2 separate regions of the Gossypium hirsutum genome follow, and region 1 is linked to region 2. The links are chromatin contacts, called in public Hi-C maps. All regions are on one chromosome and are shown on one strand. Each heading gives the region's core, a stretch centred on a gene start, on an enhancer-like site or on the middle of the called end of the contact. The rest is flanking DNA. Distances are from core to core; before and after follow the strand shown. Region 1 has its middle 9.7 kb from the start of LOC121229735. Region 2 holds the start of LOC107959647 (glucan endo-1,3-beta-glucosidase 5).

Region 1 (4,209 bases), core at 106-2,605, 180 kb after region 2:
TAAATACAAACAAAAAAAAAGCCACCAATAATAACAAGAATAAGTATTTCAAATGATTAATTTATAAGATGTTAAAAAGTCATGGAACGTGAAACATTACAGATAACAGTATTTGTGAATAATATCCCGGCAAGCATGCACTGGAAAGGATTATGGGCATTATTTTGATTCCATGGAAACGTGAAAGATGCTTTTATTCTGAACAAGAAAAGCAAAAATGGACCGAGGTTTGGATTTGTGAGGTTTTCAAGCATAATGGATGCACAAAGGGCATTAGAAAGGCTCAGTGGTTTTGTCATTCTAGGGTACAAAATTGTGGTGAAAATGGCTAGATTCAAAGGGAGAAGGATGATATGGAGGAAAAGGAATACTTAAACAATACCAATCAGTAATAAGGAGATAAATCGAAAAGGAAAGGAGAAAATTAAAAGCGAGAAAGGAGAAACATCTAGTAATTCAAAGGATAAACAGTTAAAGATAAGGAATTGTTTTGGAATAGAGGGGAACCAAATAAGAGTAGTGCAAGGTTTTGTGGAAGAAGAAATACTATGGAAATTTCAACGATGTTTGGTGGAGGAATCACCGAGCTTATGCGACACAAAAAGTATGGCTGAAAGATTGGCTAAATTTGGCCTTAGGGAGATATCTGTCAAGAGAATTCAAGGAAGATTTTTTCTAATAGAAGTATCAGATGATGAGTTTATGGAACTTTTGAAGCAAAATGATTGGGCTTATTTGAAGGAATGCTTTAAAAAAATTGAACCATGGTTCGGAAAAGAGATTATTAACAGAGAGGGTGGCATGGATCAACGTTGTAGGAATCCCATTACATTGCTGGAATTACGAGACTTTTAAAAGAGTGGCAGATCTCTAGGGAAAGATGATATCAATGGGAGAAAATTGGAATTATACAAGCAGTTTTGAGAGGATAAAGATGCTGATATCGATCAACAAGCCATATCAGATAAGATGAGTTTATAATTATGGAGGTCGAAGATGGAAAGTTTTCGATCAGGATCAAAGAAAGAGGATTGATAGAATTGAAAAATGAGAATCCAATGAAAGCAAAAGGGATAGCCGGAGGAAGAGGAAGGAGAAACACTGGAAGTCGGGTCGGAGACTAGATCAAAATCAGAACAATTTCTGAAGGTTAGTCGAAACGACGTGGTGGATGTTATAAATGCAATCAGTATCGGAGAAGGTGAAATAGAAAAAGAGGGTAAGAGATTGTCGGTAGTAGAAATAATGGTAGGAGAAAATTTAATTGGGTGTAAAGAAATAGTATCTGTTGGGGTTGAAGAATATGGTGGAGAACTGGATATGGCTAAGGAGGATATGATAAATATGGGCCTGCTAATTCAAGTGGACCCGAAAGAGGGGCTTGCCCAGCAAAAGAGTATGGATCTGAGAGTGGTTCAAATGGTGAAGAAAGGCAGATCCTAAGGAAAGTTAACAGTCCAAGTTTTAAAGAAAGAGGACACAATATTATAGAAGTTGGGAGTTTAGAGGAAATGGAAGTAAGATTTAGAATAGAAGAGGAAATTTTTCAAATAACTCAAAAGAGAAGGGAAAAAAGACGTTGAATAAAAGGATCCGATTTATGCGAGAAATTCAGGATGGTGTTCTGTCGACAAAAGAAAAACAGAAGAGGGATACAAGGGAGAAGAAAGAAAAAAGAAAGCTGTTAACAAGGTTTGAAGAAACAACGACAAATATTTCGTTGTCCAATTCAGATATTAGTAATCGTAGAAGGGTAATCTTAAAGGAGGAAAAGAAGACTTGGGAAATAGGGAAGAAGTTAGGTTTCAGTGTGAGGGGGGATAAGGAAGAAGTAATTGATGAAATTAGGAGATTAGAGAGGCAGTAGAGGGAGGAAGACAGAGGAAAAAGATGCATTAAAAACATGATTTCAAGTGAGTTTTTCTGACTTTGGAATTCTTGCTTCTGAAATTGTAGTTCTTCATAGAATAGATTAGTGTCATGAGAACTGTTTCATGAAATATAAGGGGGTTGGGGTCGGAGGTGAAAATGAAATCTTGCAAAAGATTAATTCGCTTGTCAAGGGTGAACGTTTGTTTTCTACAGGAAACAAAATTAGAATTGGTGATTATGGATTTAGTAAGGAAAATATGGGGGATGATAATTTTGAATTTAGGTTTGCTGCAACAATAGGGAGGTTGGGAGGGTTGTTGACAATATGGGATTAAGACGGTTTCAAATTATCCAAAGAGTAGAGTGACAACAGATTGATTGTTATCGATGGAAAATGGGTACATGAGGAAATAGAAGCGGTGGTGATAAATGTATATGCTCCAAACAATGTGTCCAAGCAGAGAACTCTATGGGGGTGTTGAGAAATTTGAGAAACCAGTTTACAAGTCCATGGATTATAGGAGGAGACTTTAATGTGGTGTGATGTAGAAGTGGAAAAAGTAATTGTATGCGAACAGAGAAGGGATCTAGAGAGTTTGATAGCTTTATCCATAATTGTAAACTCATTGACTTGCCATTGTTGGGAAAGAAATTCACATGATATGGCCCAGATAATAAAAGGCGCAGACTTGACAGATTTTTATTGGAAGAATTCTAGTTGATTCAGATTAAGGACTTACAATAGAAGGAGTTAAAGAGATCTATTTCAAATCATATACCTATTCTGCTAGCAGATGAAGAAGTAGATTGGGGACCTAGGCCATTCGAGTTTATCAATGCATGGCTTAAGAAAAAGGAATTTACAGGATTGATTGAGAAAGAATGGTCTAATATGAGCAGTTTGAGTGGGCAAGTAGCAAGAAAATTGAGAAAGCTTAAGGGTGTCCTTAAGAAATGGAACGTGAATAATGGAAATGTTCTGGATAATAGAATTTTAGATAGTAAAGAAAAAATTAAGGAGCTAGATGAAATTAATGATCAGAGAAAGCTGAACAAGCAAGCAATGGAGAAGCTTAAAAGATTGAATTCTGATTTATGGGATGAAATTAAATTCAAAGAATCGATATGGCGGCAAAAATCTAGAATGACATGGTTGAAAGAAGGTGATGCGGATAAAACATTTTTCCACAGAGCTGTGAAGATAAAAGCAAAAAGAAAGACATTGTATAGAATGAAAATCAAGAGATTATGGTGCAATGAACCAAAGGATTTTAAAAAAAAGAGTGTATGATTTCTTTAAGAATCATTTTCACAGTCGATCGAGAAATTGGAAGATGGAAATAGAGCTTAATTTTAGGAGACTAAAGGAAAAAGAAGTTGAGAAGCTGGAGGAACCTTTTTCAAAGGAGGAGATTAGAGAAGAGTATGGAGTGGCGATGAATCAAAAGCCTTTGGACCAGATGGACTTAACATGTGTTTTTACAGAAAAAGTTGGAATACAGTTAAAGAAGATCTATATAGAATGATGTCAGAGTTTTATAGAATTAGGAAGTTACAAAGATCCATCAATTATTCATTTATAGCACTAATTCCCAAAATTGAAAATCCAAGTGAAATCGTAGATTTTAGACCAATTTGTTTGGTAAGTTCACTGTACAAAATAGTAGCAAAAGTGCTATCTCGTAGAATAAGGGAGGTAATGGTGAGTGAGACACAGTGTGCTTTTATCAAAGGTAGGTGTAACGCCCCAAATTTCCGGGAATTCTGTAAAAGTTGTAAAATTTAAAATTCTGTGTTCTGTTTGTTATGTGTAGGATTAATTATGTTGGTGGGCCTCTAGAAGGCCCAAGCTTAGGATAAAACCCGATAGTTTTAATTAATTTTAAATCTGTAGGGGAATGGGGTTCTGATAAATTGGGCTTTTTAGGAATTATTTGTGAAAAATGGATCACAAGGAAGCAAGTGGTAAAGTGGCATGTGACGCCACTGGGAAGGATGTTAGTGGCGTGTGGAAGCTTGGGGAGGACCCAGGTTCAAGTCACAATACAGCAAATTAAGTGATTAATTTTTATGTACAGGAAAGGGAAGTAATGGAACTGAAATAAAAGTCTGTCAGGAAGAGTTTAAGAAGGTAAGGGGATTGAATAAGGATAAAGATAAGGGAGGAAATCTAGGAGCTGATCAAGGAGCAAGAGGTGGCCTACCAAGGGACTCTAGCATGGGAAATTCGGCTAGGTATTGTAGTAGTGGGAAATTCGGCATTTGGGGTGTGTTGTGCCGAAATTCTGATCATCTTTTCTTCTCCTCTTTTCTTTATTTTTTTTCTCCATCTACTTT
Region 2 (3,967 bases), core at 923-3,422:
TTGACTATGACTTTAAAAATATTTTAGGATTTAAATATTTTTTATTATAACTTTATAAAATAAACAATTTATTTTTATAATATATATTTTTTGGGATTTATAATATAATAATTTTTTGCCATAATCATCCCGAACACTCATACATGTTCATGCTTATAATATAATTTTTATAACTTATATCAAAATAATTTTTTAAAATTAGATTTAGGTGTAAATAATTGCATAATTACTTTAATTCTTACATTTCCCTAAGAATTAGAAAATGTAATTGAGTGCTCCAATTACACCCAATTCAACGAGACCCATTAATTATAATGGTTAGCTAAACATGGTACTTTTTTTTAATTACAAGTAGTTACACTCAAATTCAATGATTAAGTGGCTTTTCAAACACTAATAAAAAATATTAAAAACATCAATTCTAAGAAGTTTAAATGATACTTTGTTTTTAACAATAATAGACATAGGTATAGTTAGACCTATTCATGGGTTGGGTTATCTTTCCAAAATCGAAGGTTTGCCCCAAATGTGAGAGGATTTGAACAAAAATATTAGACTTATTTAAAATATGGGATAGGCTTGGGTTTGAACTTTCAAGGCTAGGGCTTGGCTTGATCTGTTTTTAAGTTAGTAATATTTTATATTATGTTATCTTTACATATTATGTAATTTATAACACATAAAAATTAAAATTATTAGATACTACTATAATATAAACATAAAAAAAAGTTAAGATGACTATATATAAAAATCTAATAAATAATTTAATATATTATTAAATATTAAATTAAAATAATATAAATATATATCTTTAAAATTTTTAAAACAATATGAACGAGCCTTAAACAGGTTCGAATTAGTTATTTATAAATGTGAACAGATTTAGATAAAATTTTAGACTCACATTTTAAATCATGCTAGATTTAAACAAACATAAAAAAATATTAATACTAAACCCGACTTGAACAAACTTATGAACAGAGGAAAAGGAAATTCCTACAGTATACTCTATAAAACAACAACGAAAAAATGCTGTTTCAGTTGAGTATATAAATTATTTATATAAAAAAAAACATTAGCACATGAAAGATTCTAATAATGTTTTACAATGTGGCAATCCTCCCATCAATTGAGGGAATATAGACACATGTCCTGATGTTGTCACAAAATTTGACGGAAAGTCGGTAAGCACTAACATGCTTTTCGCCTCCCAATCTCATTTGTCCCTCCTCATTATTCCCACCTCCAACGCCTTTCTTTTCGACGGAGTCGAAATTACGTGTTTTTATATTAGTAATAATATTAATATTAATTAAATTAAAATTAAACTAATTTTTTTAATTTAAATATTATAGATAAACAAGATAATATTAAAAGAAAGTACCTTTATTTAAATGTTCCATTTAGTTTAATTCTAAATTTAATTTAAGTTTAGTTAGTTATTGAAAATTATTTTAAAAAAATAGTTTCATAAATATCAAATTATGTGTCTAACTAGATGTACTCATGGCTTGGCCCAACTAAAAATTTAGACCTATTTCTTAAGCCTGGTCTGATTCAAAAAATAGATTTAAAATTTTATTCAAACTTAGCCTAAATAAAAATATTAAAATTTAGGCTCAGCCCGGCTAGATAGTATTTTTTTTAATATTTTAAATATATATAATATATTAAAAATACTAAAAATTATTAAAATAAATATTTTTCGACAAATTAAAAATAAATTTTAAAAAAAATATGTATACTTAAATAATACTAAGATAGATGCAACTTAATAAGTAAATGTCTCTAAAATAATAACAAAATTAACAATAAAATAAGTATTATACAATATCTAAATAATAACAACAAAATAGTAGTAAGATAATAGTAAAATGGTAATAAAATAAAAAGAAAACAACAAGAAAATAACATTAAAATAACAAAAAATAACAATTTTTTTGTCTAAACTTATTTTACAGACTTATATTTTTATCTAAACTCTCCTACTGTTCGAACGGGCCGAACAGCCTGGTCCATGAGCAGGTGTATGTCTAAGTTAATAAAAATATTGTTATAAATATATTTTTAACTGGATTATATTTGGTGATTGTATAGATGTATTAACAGTTGAGGGTATTTGAGTCATTATATTACTGATATTATAAGAAAAAAAATTCAGGTAATAGTTAATCAGCATAGTAATAAATAATGGGGGGCCTTCTGGGAGATTCTTAAACTTTACTCTTTGCAGTTGCAGTGCACACACATTTGTTGTTAGTGAGAGAAGTTTCACGGTTTCCCTGTGTTTAGGATCAGAACAAGCCAAGCCTCCAACCCCAAATGAGCAAATGAAATATCATTGCAGGAGGAGACCACAAGAGAGAAAAATGTCAGTCCCAACCAGCGTGTCACCACCATTGCTTGTTAGTGTAGCTGTGATGACGGTGATGTTTTCAGGGCTGGTTTCAGTGGCTGAATCTGCAATAGGGGTGAACTGGGGTACAATTTCATTCCACAAGCTGAAGCCATCCACGGTGGTGGATCTGTTGAAGGACAACAAGATTCAAAAAGTGAAGCTTTTTGAAGCTGACCCATTGGTGCTAAGAGCTTTGATGGGGAGTGGGATTCAGGTCATGGTTGGGATACCCAATGAGATGTTGGCTGCTCTCAGCTCTTCCCCTGCTGATGCTGATTTGTGGGTTCGCCAAAATGTATCTGCTTATGTTGGCAAAGGTGGTGCTGATATCAGGTAATTAAACAAGTTCACTCCCCCCCCCTTTATTTGGCCTTTGATTTTGTTTTTGCTTTGGTAGATTCACCTTCACATGAACTACATTCAAAGAATATATGAATAAGGATCTCTTAGGTGAATCCATATATGTTATGATTTCTTTCTTTTCCAAACTTTTCTGACCACTACACTGTTAGGCTTACAAAAAATTGTAGAATGATTTTAGTACCTCATTGACAAGATCACTCTAAGTTAGAAGTGATATGCCTTACTATGTTTAAAGTCTTTAAGGGATCTACCAAAAAAAATGGGGGGAGAGGGGGGTTTTTTGTGGGAATAATCTGATATGTAAGTAGCATATGTCATCATTTAGAGTGTGCTTGGTTATAGTGATGGAAACTGATCGTTTAAATTCAGGTCATATATGCTTAAAAGGTTCCTGGCATTAGTTTGTTGATCTTAGCAGCAGTTAATTATATTAGCACTCTCTAGTAGCTGCCTCTTTCGGATTTGTTTTTGACCAATCAGCATCCCCAGTATGGATTTCTTATAGGCTTATGCAGCGGCACACTACCGTACAACCTCAACGGTTTTACTATTCCCCATAGAAAGCTGCTTGAACAACAGTTCATACTTCTAACCTACGCAACATCATTGATTTGATGGTATAAAAAAATTTATCTCCTTGACAGGTTATATCATTAATGCCATTCTGATATTTGGATTACAATGTCTTTTTTGTTACCGTGTTCACTGTCTAAGTGGTTGTCGATTTAGTCTCAAAACAACGTGTCTAGGGAAAACTGGTTTCCATAGATTAAGGTTTTCCTCTGCTTAAGTAGTGCTGATGGTCAAGAAGTTTAAATCCATTATCTGCATAGGCATTTGTATGGGAAAGTTGGGTGAGCTGGTCTTTGGGCGAGTTGAATGAACACCTATTACCCAACACGTAGTAATTCCTGAACCATATCTTTTTCACCAAGGGACTGTAAAAAAGAGAAACAGGCAGGATTTTGATGCATCTATTGCTATGAAATTAACCTAATTTTTATGAAAGCATGGTAAGAAATTGAAGTCGTTTGTTTCTGTAAATATCTTATGCGCTAGTGCAAGTCACATTTCCTGAAGTTAATTAATTCTGGCTGTACTGACAGGTTTATTGCTGTCGGAAATGAACCTTTCCTTACAAGTTACAACGGTCAATTTCAGTCCTATGTAATCCCTGCTATGGCGAATTTGCAGCAGTCTCTGGTC

What was found. A called contact is a pair of places that touch in the nucleus more often than the background predicts.
Region 1: a contact with region 2 is called in a Hi-C map of leaf, with 2.1 times the contacts expected there. The contact joins the enhancer-like site here to the promoter of LOC107959647 in region 2. A contact is called at or near these places in 2 of 34 Hi-C or Micro-C datasets (both in leaf).

What each region holds. Positions count from the first base shown.
Region 1 is chrA05:104,181,321-104,185,529 of Gossypium_hirsutum_v2.1, forward strand. No RefSeq gene overlaps it. Among protein-coding and RNA genes, the nearest start is that of LOC121229735, 9.7 kb to the right of the region's middle. Within about 2 kb of position 1,356, at least 7 of the 9 cell types and tissues checked have an H3K27ac peak or open chromatin away from gene starts, as enhancers often do. A contact at or near this core is called in leaf, where this site is marked.
Region 2 is chrA05:104,005,504-104,009,470 of Gossypium_hirsutum_v2.1, forward strand. It overlaps LOC107959647 (glucan endo-1,3-beta-glucosidase 5), which reads left to right and starts at 2,173. Exons shown (of 3, transcript XM_016895740.2): 1 at 2,173-2,731; 2 at 3,868-3,967. The coding sequence starts at 2,331.